2 separate regions of the Pan troglodytes genome follow, and region 2 is linked to region 1. Evidence: chromatin contacts called from public Hi-C data. All regions are on one chromosome and are shown on one strand. The core of a region is the stretch at or near the end of the contact, and the rest is flanking DNA. Distances in the headings are between cores, read along the strand shown.

What was found. A called contact is a pair of places that touch in the nucleus more often than the background predicts.
Region 2: a contact with region 1 is called in a Hi-C map of stem cell-derived neural progenitor cells, with 2.5 times the contacts expected there. The contact joins the promoter of PCDH9 here to the enhancer-like site in region 1. A contact is called at or near these places in 1 of 7 Hi-C or Micro-C datasets (stem cell-derived neural progenitor cells) and 1 of 1 datasets of contacts at active chromatin or transcription factors (stem cell-derived excitatory neurons).

Annotation. Positions count from the first base shown.
Region 1 is chr14:72,068,850-72,073,642 of NHGRI_mPanTro3-v2.0_pri, forward strand. The region is part of intron 4 of PCDH9 (protocadherin 9); the gene reads right to left. Among named protein-coding and RNA genes, the nearest start is that of PCDH9, 810 kb to the right of the region's middle. Within about 2 kb of position 1,547, at least 7 of the 24 cell types and tissues checked have an H3K27ac peak or open chromatin away from gene starts, as enhancers often do. A contact at or near this core is called in stem cell-derived neural progenitor cells, where this site is marked.
Region 2 is chr14:72,882,202-72,887,607 of NHGRI_mPanTro3-v2.0_pri, forward strand. PCDH9 (protocadherin 9) reads right to left here and starts at 1,597. Exons shown (of 5, transcript XM_024348281.2): 1 at 1,001-1,597.

The DNA of each region.
Region 1 (4,793 bases), core at 297-2,796:
ATTTAAACCTTGGAGTCTTATAAATGTGGCAACCGTATGTCTTGGCCTCTCCAGGATGGAGCTGGTTTATAATGGTTAATCTAGAGTAATGATTATTAGTGCCCCCTTTTACTCCTCCAAATGCCCTAGTTTCAAAGATAAATTACATGGAGACATTATGTATAAGGGGACTGATTTGGAATGGAATAAGTCAGGGAGGAGGTGATGCTAGAGAGAGATTATTTTAATAGTGGTTGGCTAAAATATGTTCTGTGGTTTTGTTGCCAGTGTGCTGTACTTATGAAGAAGTTAGCTGACTGTCTTGCTGCTTTGGGCATGCAGGATTGTGGATAGTAAAAGGTACAATTTGTTTCTCTCTCTAAGAGGAAAAAAGAGAAGGGCTTCTTCAAGCAGTGCCGACCTTGGATTAAGCATCAGATGAATGCAGGAGAAACACATGGGCTTTGGCATCAGATGAATGTGGTTCACCTTTGTTCTGACAAGTAGCAGCTGTGAGACTTGGGCAAGTTTTAATTAGACTCTTGCCCTAAGCCCCAGATTCTTCAGCGATGAAACAAGATGACTATATGGACACCTTCCAGAATTGCTGGGAAGTTTGCAGACAATATTTGTGATGCACACAGTCAATGTAAAAACTGCTCCTGTTACTACTAGACTATAAGCACACATCAAGCATTACTGACAACTAATATTTACTGTAACGCTTCCCATTAAGGTTTGACTTAGGCTCCTTACTTTCATTATGTAACATAAACTTCAAAAAAGTGATTATGATCTGTAATTTACCCCTGAGAAAATTGTGACTCAGAGAATTTACTACACATATTCATCTTCGTGTGGCTTGTAACTGGTCCAATTAGGATCACAGTTTAGCTTTGTTTAAACACAAAGTTATATTCTTAATCTATGCATTACTTAGAAATTAAACCCTGTAAAGAGGACCTGGTGTTTTCATTCACCACTGAATCATCAGCACCTAGATGGTGCAAAAACAAACAAATAACTAAAACAACCATAGAAATTAAGCATTAATGACAGCAAAATGCATATATATATATTAAATTAATAAATGCCAATAAGCTGTAGATTCCTTCATCATGTTTTTATCTGATATCATCAATTTTTTTGTTTCAAATACATATAAGAGGTTTTTTAGCTGCAGAAAAATTTCTATTTTCTCTGATTCAGCAAAACCATATACAGTGGTTTAGAAAGAAGTACCCAAGAGGCAGCTAAAGAAAGCAGTACCTTAGCAAAACAAGGTTTATGTGCTCATCTCAGAAACAAGGCACAGATCTCACTTATAGTCTAAAAGACACACTTAAAAGCATTAGAGGGTAAAACCTCTCCACTGAAGCAATGTCCTACTACTAAATGACTTTCATCATTTCTCCTCGGAGATGGGAAACTTTTCAAAGTTTAAAATGCTAGTAATACTAACAAAGCAATGAAAAAGGCAGCAATAAATATGCTCAAGCGTAAATACATCTGAGAGAGAAGAAAATGTTCCAGGAAGAGGCTTAGGAATGCTCCCTGACAGAATCTCTTTCTTCTAATCTATGTTCACTCTTGCATGCTAAATACTGTGTTCAATAAGGGACACAGGTTTGGACTCACTAATAGCCTTTCTTTGTTATTCTAAATTTATTCTATAACTCCGTAGCAGAGAAGAACCAATTGTGTGGTCTGGCCTTAGGCAGCATTCATCCCATCCTAGTCATGGGGGAGTCCTGAGGAGGGGGGTGTTGTTTTTTAATGTTGTTGCTGTAGCTGTAATTTCCATGTAGGTATAAAACTTAATTTAGAACATTTCAAGGCATCACATCTTAAACACTTCATTGAGGCATCTACAACATTCATAGGAAGATTGCTTTCAGTTTAACTCATTATAAAATATTAGAAGCGATCTACAATTACCACTAATTTTTAACATGAAAACTTATTATGTTGAGCATTTAACATAAAGAACTGTAATCCATCAGTTTTGGTATTCTTGACATCCCTGATTATTTAAAATAAAACAAATTATTATTTTTTTAGACACTGGGAAAAAAATCCCTCTGATGGCTCTCTTTACACCTTAAAACTACATGTACTTTAATAATATAAGGCAACTTCATTTAAGTAGTCTATCATATTTCAGTGTTTTAAACATTGTTAAAGAATATAAGTCAGGTTCACTAGAATGCAGTGGATTGTATGATTGAGACAAACAATTCTGATTTTAAACAAAATTCAAGTGAATATCCTCAACAGAAACAAAGTTTTATCAGCAGGGATCACTTTTGAAGGGCAGAGAAGCAGCAGGAACTTTGGTATGATTACTGAGGAATTGTCTCCATTCCCAATTTCCTTAACAGGGATGACAGAACTTAAATGTTAGTAAATGTAACATAAAATAACTACTTTTTCTCTGGATATACATTTTCATAAACAGGAGCTAAGTAAGCTAGAATCATGGATACACATGGATACATTTTGGCTTATATTCCTTAAAAAATTGGAAATGTTAAACATAATTACAGTCTTTGGTTTTAGTTTGTTTTACTTTCATTAAATAGTAGAACCTACTATAAACATTTGGATAGCTCCTTGTGAATGCCTAGTTGCTTTGAGTCTTGAACAACCAAATGCAAATGCACATATTTTTCTCTTCTTCCTATCCCACACTGCTTTCCCCCACTCTCTTTGTCTTTTTCTTCTTCTGCCTTTTTTTTTTTCAAATAGTAATTATGGAAGTCACGTACACAAAATCACTGAATAGGCTTAAGTTAACTGGCATTAGGTAGTAAACATTTTCCAGTTTCAAAATTACTATTTCTGTTTCACTTGATAAATTTTAGCTTTTACGATTTTTCTGGGGAGGAAAAAAAGTCTGTACTGACATATAAGGACAAAAATCTTCCTACTTCTAAGGCTATAGAAACATATTGAGGAGATTCTGTGAAGTAAAGCAGACAGTATAGAAATGCTTCCTATGTAAGGATTAGGTAATATAATGGAAAGAATACATACAAGAATAGAATGAAATGGCAGGGAGAAAGAGGAAGAGATTAAAATAAGGATGACTATGTGTGGACTGGATTGGGTAGAGGCAGAGAGATTTAATGCTTGAATTCCATACAGACTTTGAGAAATGAAAAAAAAAGGAGCCAGGTGGCCAAAAAGAATTTTATAAGTATGAGAAAATAAATTCAGGGCATAAGATTTAAAATTTATGTCAATAGAAAAACATGTTTAACATTATGTTCCCTTACTGTGAATTCCATGGTCATTTAAACATGATTTCTGTATTTGCTGTATTTCAAATGCTAGATTTTGAAATACAGCAAATATCATATTTACATATTTACTTTGGTTTGCACTAATTGTTGTCCTCCCCCTTTTTTCCCTATGAAAACACATTTTGCATTGCAGAGGTAGCAAACTCTATACCTCCAGGAATTCTCTTCCACAATTAGCCTCACCATGAATGCTATAAGGTGTGCGGTATTTTCTACATCTGAACATTATTACAAATTCTCCGACTTAATAACATCTCTTTATCCCTAGGTGTTCCCTTAATTTGTCACCAGCACCGAAACTAGATTTCTCCAACATACTCATCCCCAAAATTGAAAGCCACTGGATTAAGAAAACCAGTTATTGTAATACCATTCAAGTTTAGACATAGGCTCATGGGTAATCTATATATTCAAGATCAGCTCATTTTTATTGCTGAATCATGAATTTGAGATGGGAAGCAGGACATGTTTGAGACATCTGTGCTCCCATCTATGGCATTCAACAACATCAGTACCTAATACGTTAGCTAGTCCTGCTGGTCTAAGTACAACCTTCCCTGCCCCAAATCCCTAGTAGACAGATATGCCTACTCCACATTCTGAAAAGTTAAACCTGGCAATCCTATTTTAAGGTTCCCAGTAGTCACCTAACAGCAGTGAGAAGCAGCAGCAGGAAAGAATGAGCTTTGTCTGCCTTTCCCCTCTCCTGAGCAGATGGTTGGCTAAAACTCACTTCACACGGGAAATCAATTTTAGATTTTTAACTTGGATATAAAGTAACAAATATAACTGCCAAGTATGAGAAAAATAGCCTTTGTGTTTATTTTTATCTGTTATTGTAATAATGGAAAGATGAAAAATAGAAGTGTATTTCTGAAGTCTTTATTCTTCCTTTTTTTAAAAAAAAAAAAGCTCAATGGAAATTTTTAAAATGACATCTTGAGGAGGGCTTCAATGGAGAAATGTGATTCTCTATATAAGGATTAGTACCCTAGCATTGTTTTACAGTGATCAAACCTATAGCATGCTCTTAAGTTTGGAAATGGTTGAGAACAGCAAATTATATTCATATACAACTAATGAACAATTAGATGTAATCCCACAAGTAATGCTGAACATTCCTGAGTGGCCACAGGAAACTACAACTTATGCCAATGTCACTTTCTGATTAATTTGAATAGTTATCATTATGGACATTTTTAGGGCCAGATGTTACTGTTCAAAATGAATGATTTCTCATGTTCCAGAAAGTGGAAGACCAGACATTTGGAAATGCTCCAGCCATTGCAGTCTTACTTAAATCTCTTGCTGAGCAGGTTAGCTCCTGCAGGACAGAAATGTTGCTGAGTGTAAGGATGCTATGAGGAAAGTGAGAAGCTGAATATCGCTCACTGAATTAGGAAACTTTGGAAGAGATTATGACTTAGAATCATTTCATTCTTTTTGTCCTACAAGTTTAATGTTGTCAGCTACCATAGTAGAAGATAAAATGCCGATTTTTTTTCCACC
Region 2 (5,406 bases), core at 347-2,846, 810 kb after region 1:
GAATTAAGGACAGCTGCTATTTTTACCTATATTCACGCACGTTGTTTTTCAGAATACTGTTTAATTCAAAACATGCATTCTTGTTCTCCTCTTCCCCTCCCCCTGTCTCACCCTCCTCCTAGCCTCTAACCTACCTCCCTCAGTCTTTTTAGGTGCAAGTGAAAAACACTAAGTATTTAGCTACGGTTCCTGCTAATTGCTTTGTCACATGTCAAATGTGTTTTCTTCTCTGCCCCACTGAGTCACCTATCTTTTCTAAAAAGGCTATCTTTTTCTTTCCTCCCAGTTCTTCAACTGCCTTCTAATACAATCTTACTGGGAAACGAGCATCCGGACATGCCGCTGCAGCAGCATCAGAAGCAATAGTCACCGGCCACTACACATCCTCATTGCCTAAAAGCACAACAACAAGACTTCAGATTTCTTGCCCACAGCTTGCTCTCCTTTCTCCATATTGACAAATTATCCTCATTAGGATTCATAAACACATTGAAACTTTAAAAAATGTATAATAATATAGGATTCCTTTTCCTAGAGGTGGAAGAGAGTGCCGAGATATAAGTGAAACGCAGCTAATATTCCCATGTAACATCACAATATTTTCTACTGAACATAAAAGAGAAAAAAATGCAATTTCTTAATCCTGATCTCTGGTTAGAATATTAGTAACATTTGCCACACATAAATACTGCAACCCAATCATGCAGGTAAAAAGGCTTCTGCTTAGATAACTGCAGTTTAAATGGGTGCAAGGCTCCAGGCAGCTACCTACTTGAGTAGGACTGGTCAGTTCTCAGGCTCTAATCTTATCTGCATTAGGCTGCACAGTAGCTGATGCCCGCGATTAGTTCCGGCAGAGTGATGCAGGTAGGGATGCAGATACAGCCGAGTAGGTGAGCTCTGCCCCAACCGTCTACCCAATTACAAGCATCTTTCGCCTACACTGAGGACACATCTAAACACAGAATGTACAATTGTGCATGCGAAACTTTACACTTACGTTAGTTGCCTCAACCTTTCCCCTTTCCCGGTATGCTGCAGTTAGGAATGATTTGTTCCAACACATAGAAAGCCATGCATCTGGTAGCACCAGTTTGGGGAGAAATCAGAAGCAGCAAAATGTTTCCTCCTTGTAAAATGTGTTGCTTCGGGCTGGCAAATTAGCAACTCCAGAGAACAAATTCACGGATTTGTCGTTAGTCATTCTCTCCACATTTCGTCTCTCTTACCCACTGGGTCTGGGTTTTTCTGGGCATTTAGCACACACACAACATCCAGTTGCACTTCTTCAGCTCAGGGATATTTTCCACAGCAGCATGCATACCATTTCCATCCGATGCCAATACTGCTTAAGTCTCTAACTTCTTGTAGGAAACGTCAGAGTTGCGGCGATGATGATTCTCTGACAGCTATCCGGGTGACAGTTGCCCGAAAAATTCCTAATCGGTTATCTCTTGCGTGCTTCAGAGACTCTGAGGCGCTCCTTTCCGTCTCGCGTGCTCTCCCTCTCTCCCTTCTCCTCTGCCCCTCTCTCCTTCTCCCTCTCCTCTCTCTGAACTGAATTTCTTGGTATAACTCTCAATAAGCCCAGAGGGAGGGCGTGACTGCCCAGGCCCCGCCCCCGGGCTCTGATTGGCCTGCATCTTGCGGTGCGGGCGGCCGCAGCCCGGCGCGAAGGAGGGAGCGCGGAACAAGGCGCTGAGGGTCTCCCAGCCTCCCCTCCTCCGCGCCCCGTCGGCAGCAGCGAAAACCCGGAAATCTGATCCTGGCCCCAGGAGAGCCGGGTTCTATGAGGTGCACTGAGCATGCTCTGCAGGGTCCGGCGTTGGGAGGGACGCGCTGGCGCTCCCCAGGCCCGCGCGGAAGCGGCGCTCGCAGGCGCTGAAAGCGAGCGACCCTCCGAGCCCGGGCGGTCCGGCGGGCAAGGGCGGCGCGGGAGCCCCGCAGGGCGCGGGCGCGGATCCGGGGAACCAGGGCCACCGCTGCGGGCGGATGGGGGTCACCGAGGCGGCTCGTCTCCAGGCGCACACTTCGCACATCTCTTTGCTAAGTGAAGGGGCCAAAATGCACAGATGGGGGAGTCTACCCAGGAACAGAGGCGCGAGACGTATAGCCACCCCTGGGTTGGGAGCACGAGCCAGCAGATCCCCGGAGCGCGTTAAACGGCCAACATGCCCGGTGCTGCAAATACAGACTTTTGCTGGCAGGGACATTGGAAAGAAGGGCGGAGAGGGAGTACAGCGAAAGGTGGGGACCGCAGAATTTGGAATCTCTGCGGAGACCGGAAAGAAAATTAATCGGAGCACTTCCTACATGCAGAGCCACGGAAACTGCCTTGGAAAGAGAAAGTGGCAGCGTCTGGGTCCCCTCGGTCAGCCCGGGCCAGTCGGCTGCGCGTGCGAAGTCTCCTCTAGCGGAGCGGGACCGGCCGCGGCGGTGGATCGTGGCGGTCCCTGCACTTCTGCTCCAGCCGCGCCTGGAAACCTGAGCCCGGACTCGCCGCTGCTGCAAAACCCGCTTCCAGCCCACCTCACTGCGAACTTTGCTTCCGAGGGGCTGGAAGGAGTCCCAGGCAGCTGTTTCCCAAGCTGTGGAACACTTCCTTTCCCCTAGGCACTTTCTGCTGATTCCAACTTTCTTTCCTGTGATTTTCGTCTTTTCCCGTGCATTTCATTTCTCCGACTCCAGCTCTGTACTAAATCCTCACAAGTTTCTCGTTTTCATACAGGAACTGGATGGAATGACTCCCCAAAAAATACAGCTTTATTTCTCAAATACTGACCCCCAAAGCACTATCTAGTAATATATTTGATTGATCTTTTAAAGTCAGTAAACCACAAAGGTTTGTGTAATGGCTTGTACTTAACGCCTGATACCTGAGTAAAGTTTGAAGCATTAACATAGGAACAGTTCACTTGCAACAAAAATTTATTTTCTGAATGACCTATAAAGGTTGTCAGAGAAGGTCTTAGTACATGATTGAATAACTTGGTCTAACTTACAGGAAGAATAAAGGGCATTTATTTTAAACCTGTGTGTTCCCCATTCTATAATGGGCTGCCTAGGCATTAAAGGCTCTTGACATACTTAAGCTCTTGACTGAGGGCGTGTTGGAGATTACCCCTTGTTTTTGAGTACAATAGTTTTGTTTGCTTTTTTTCTTTTTTAAGTAACATTTGTTTTTAGACGTTTAAATGAAAAGTAAAAAAAAAAAACACGAATCAAGCTTACTAAGCCATATATTGAATAAATAATGACATGATTTAACCAACTAATTTGACATCACAATTTTCCAACATGAAATTGTAAGCTCTTTTTAATTCAAACTTTTCTTTGAGTTAATATTCACAGTTCAACTGCAGTGTCTAAAAGCCCACTGTAAAATCCATTAATCCCTTATATGTAAAATATAAAATACTTTCCTTGCAGATAATAGACTGATATTTTTAAATAGCAAAGCAACTTTTATTATAGTAATATTTTGTATGATTAGAGTATATAAAATTCAAGAATAGAAAGGACTTATAAGTATCCCAAAGTCAAAAGAAAAATATTGCCTCACAGAATAATGTCAGTGAATGAAAGGATGATTCTTTTATCTTACCACAGTAAACGATCATTTTGCCATTCACAAAATCTACAATTAAAGCTAGTACATTGTTCCAATTGTCACCTATTTTATGCACTGCACTGTTTTTAAATAAATGAACCATCATTGTGATACATTTACAATAAACATAGCAGCACAGCCACTTTCCAGTTCATTTCATAAGCACCACAGTTATATCATATTCTTATTCTAATCATACCGTAGTCATTTCAAAGTCATGTTGTAGTCGCAACACATAGCTTAGCAATAATTATTTAACATCATTATTAAACGGAGTTGTTTCTCTTTGCTAAGGATAGCTTCACGTGTTGGCAGAACCCATTATTACCTCCTGCTCATAAATGAAATCTTAGTTTGAACACAAGATGAAGGTTAGAGAAGAGAAAAAAAAAATCATCACATGATTCAATTAATGACTATGAGACTTCAATTAAAGAAAACCACAGGTCAAAGCCCCAGAATGAAATATGTCTAGATTCTTTTCAAAGGAGATGGAGTTCCAGAGACAAATAGAGCTATGGACTCAGGGCATTATATCCTTTAGGTGTTTATTTGGCATTATCTGAACGACTGAGATTCCTTAATGTTCTCAGTTTTACCTCTTAAATCTAGAATAGTTGAGGCTGGTTTGCCCTATAATAATCCGACTTCTAAACTCTAAAATGACAACTATTATTAGAGATCTTATTAATATTCCTAGAGGAAAATTAAATATAAAGGGTCATATTCCTAACCCTGTGTTATCACAACTTAAGGTTTCTTCCCAAAACACTATATAAATCATTTTCATAATGAGAGCTGTTCATAATCTACCTCTCCAATATTTTTTAAGTTAGGTCTGTGTAATTATGAATCAGGAAAATATTCTTAATTTCAGTTTTTGTAAGGGAACACCTATTTGTTTTTATGCTGTGTTTTATCATTGTTTTTCCTTAGTGAATTTAATAAAATGTTAGATTTCTAATATCGATCTTCCAGTATATATATTAGACTTTTAATTAGATCTCTTTAGTTAACCCTTATTCATCTTTGTCAAAGCGTATTTTCTACTGCAAGGAATTATGATGTTTTCACCTGTGTTGTACCTGATTAGTAGCATCAGGATACTAATGGGAATTATGCCATTTGAGCTATAGTAAAATTGCTTTAGTGTTTTCTGCTGGTTATATAGGTCATGGGATACTTGTGAAGCCAAGTCACCTTCAGCCAGCTAACTGAAGACTAAAATGCTTTTGCAGATTTAAACACAAACAGATGTGGAGTTAATAAAATTATTTTGTGTTCCACAAGTTTAATATTGTTCTATTTATATATTTAAACAATGATTTCCATGTAATGGCATTTAATAACCTAAATTATTAAGCAGTTCAGTTTGTTAATTGGATTTTCATCTAGGATTTTCTAGTTACCATTCAGCATTTTAAAACTACATTTCACACGGAGATTGTAAAGGCTGTTTCTGTAAGTTACATTTAGAGAAAAGACAGACTGTAATATTCAGAATGATGAAATGACCTCCACAAGGACTTCAAGACTAAGATTTTTAACTCTAATATACTAGTTCTATATTCCAATCATAGTTAAAAATAATATAAAAAATACTTTTGTGGCCTGTACTTCTAAGGCTCCTTTAATCCAGGTGTCTTATTATGTCTAACGGACATTAATCAATCAATCACAGGGGCTCTCATGTCACAGCAGGCATTATTGTCCCCATTTCACAAAAAAGACTAGACTATTCTACAGTACTTCTGGGGAAAATTGTGCTAAAAATGCTCAGGGTTATTTATATTATC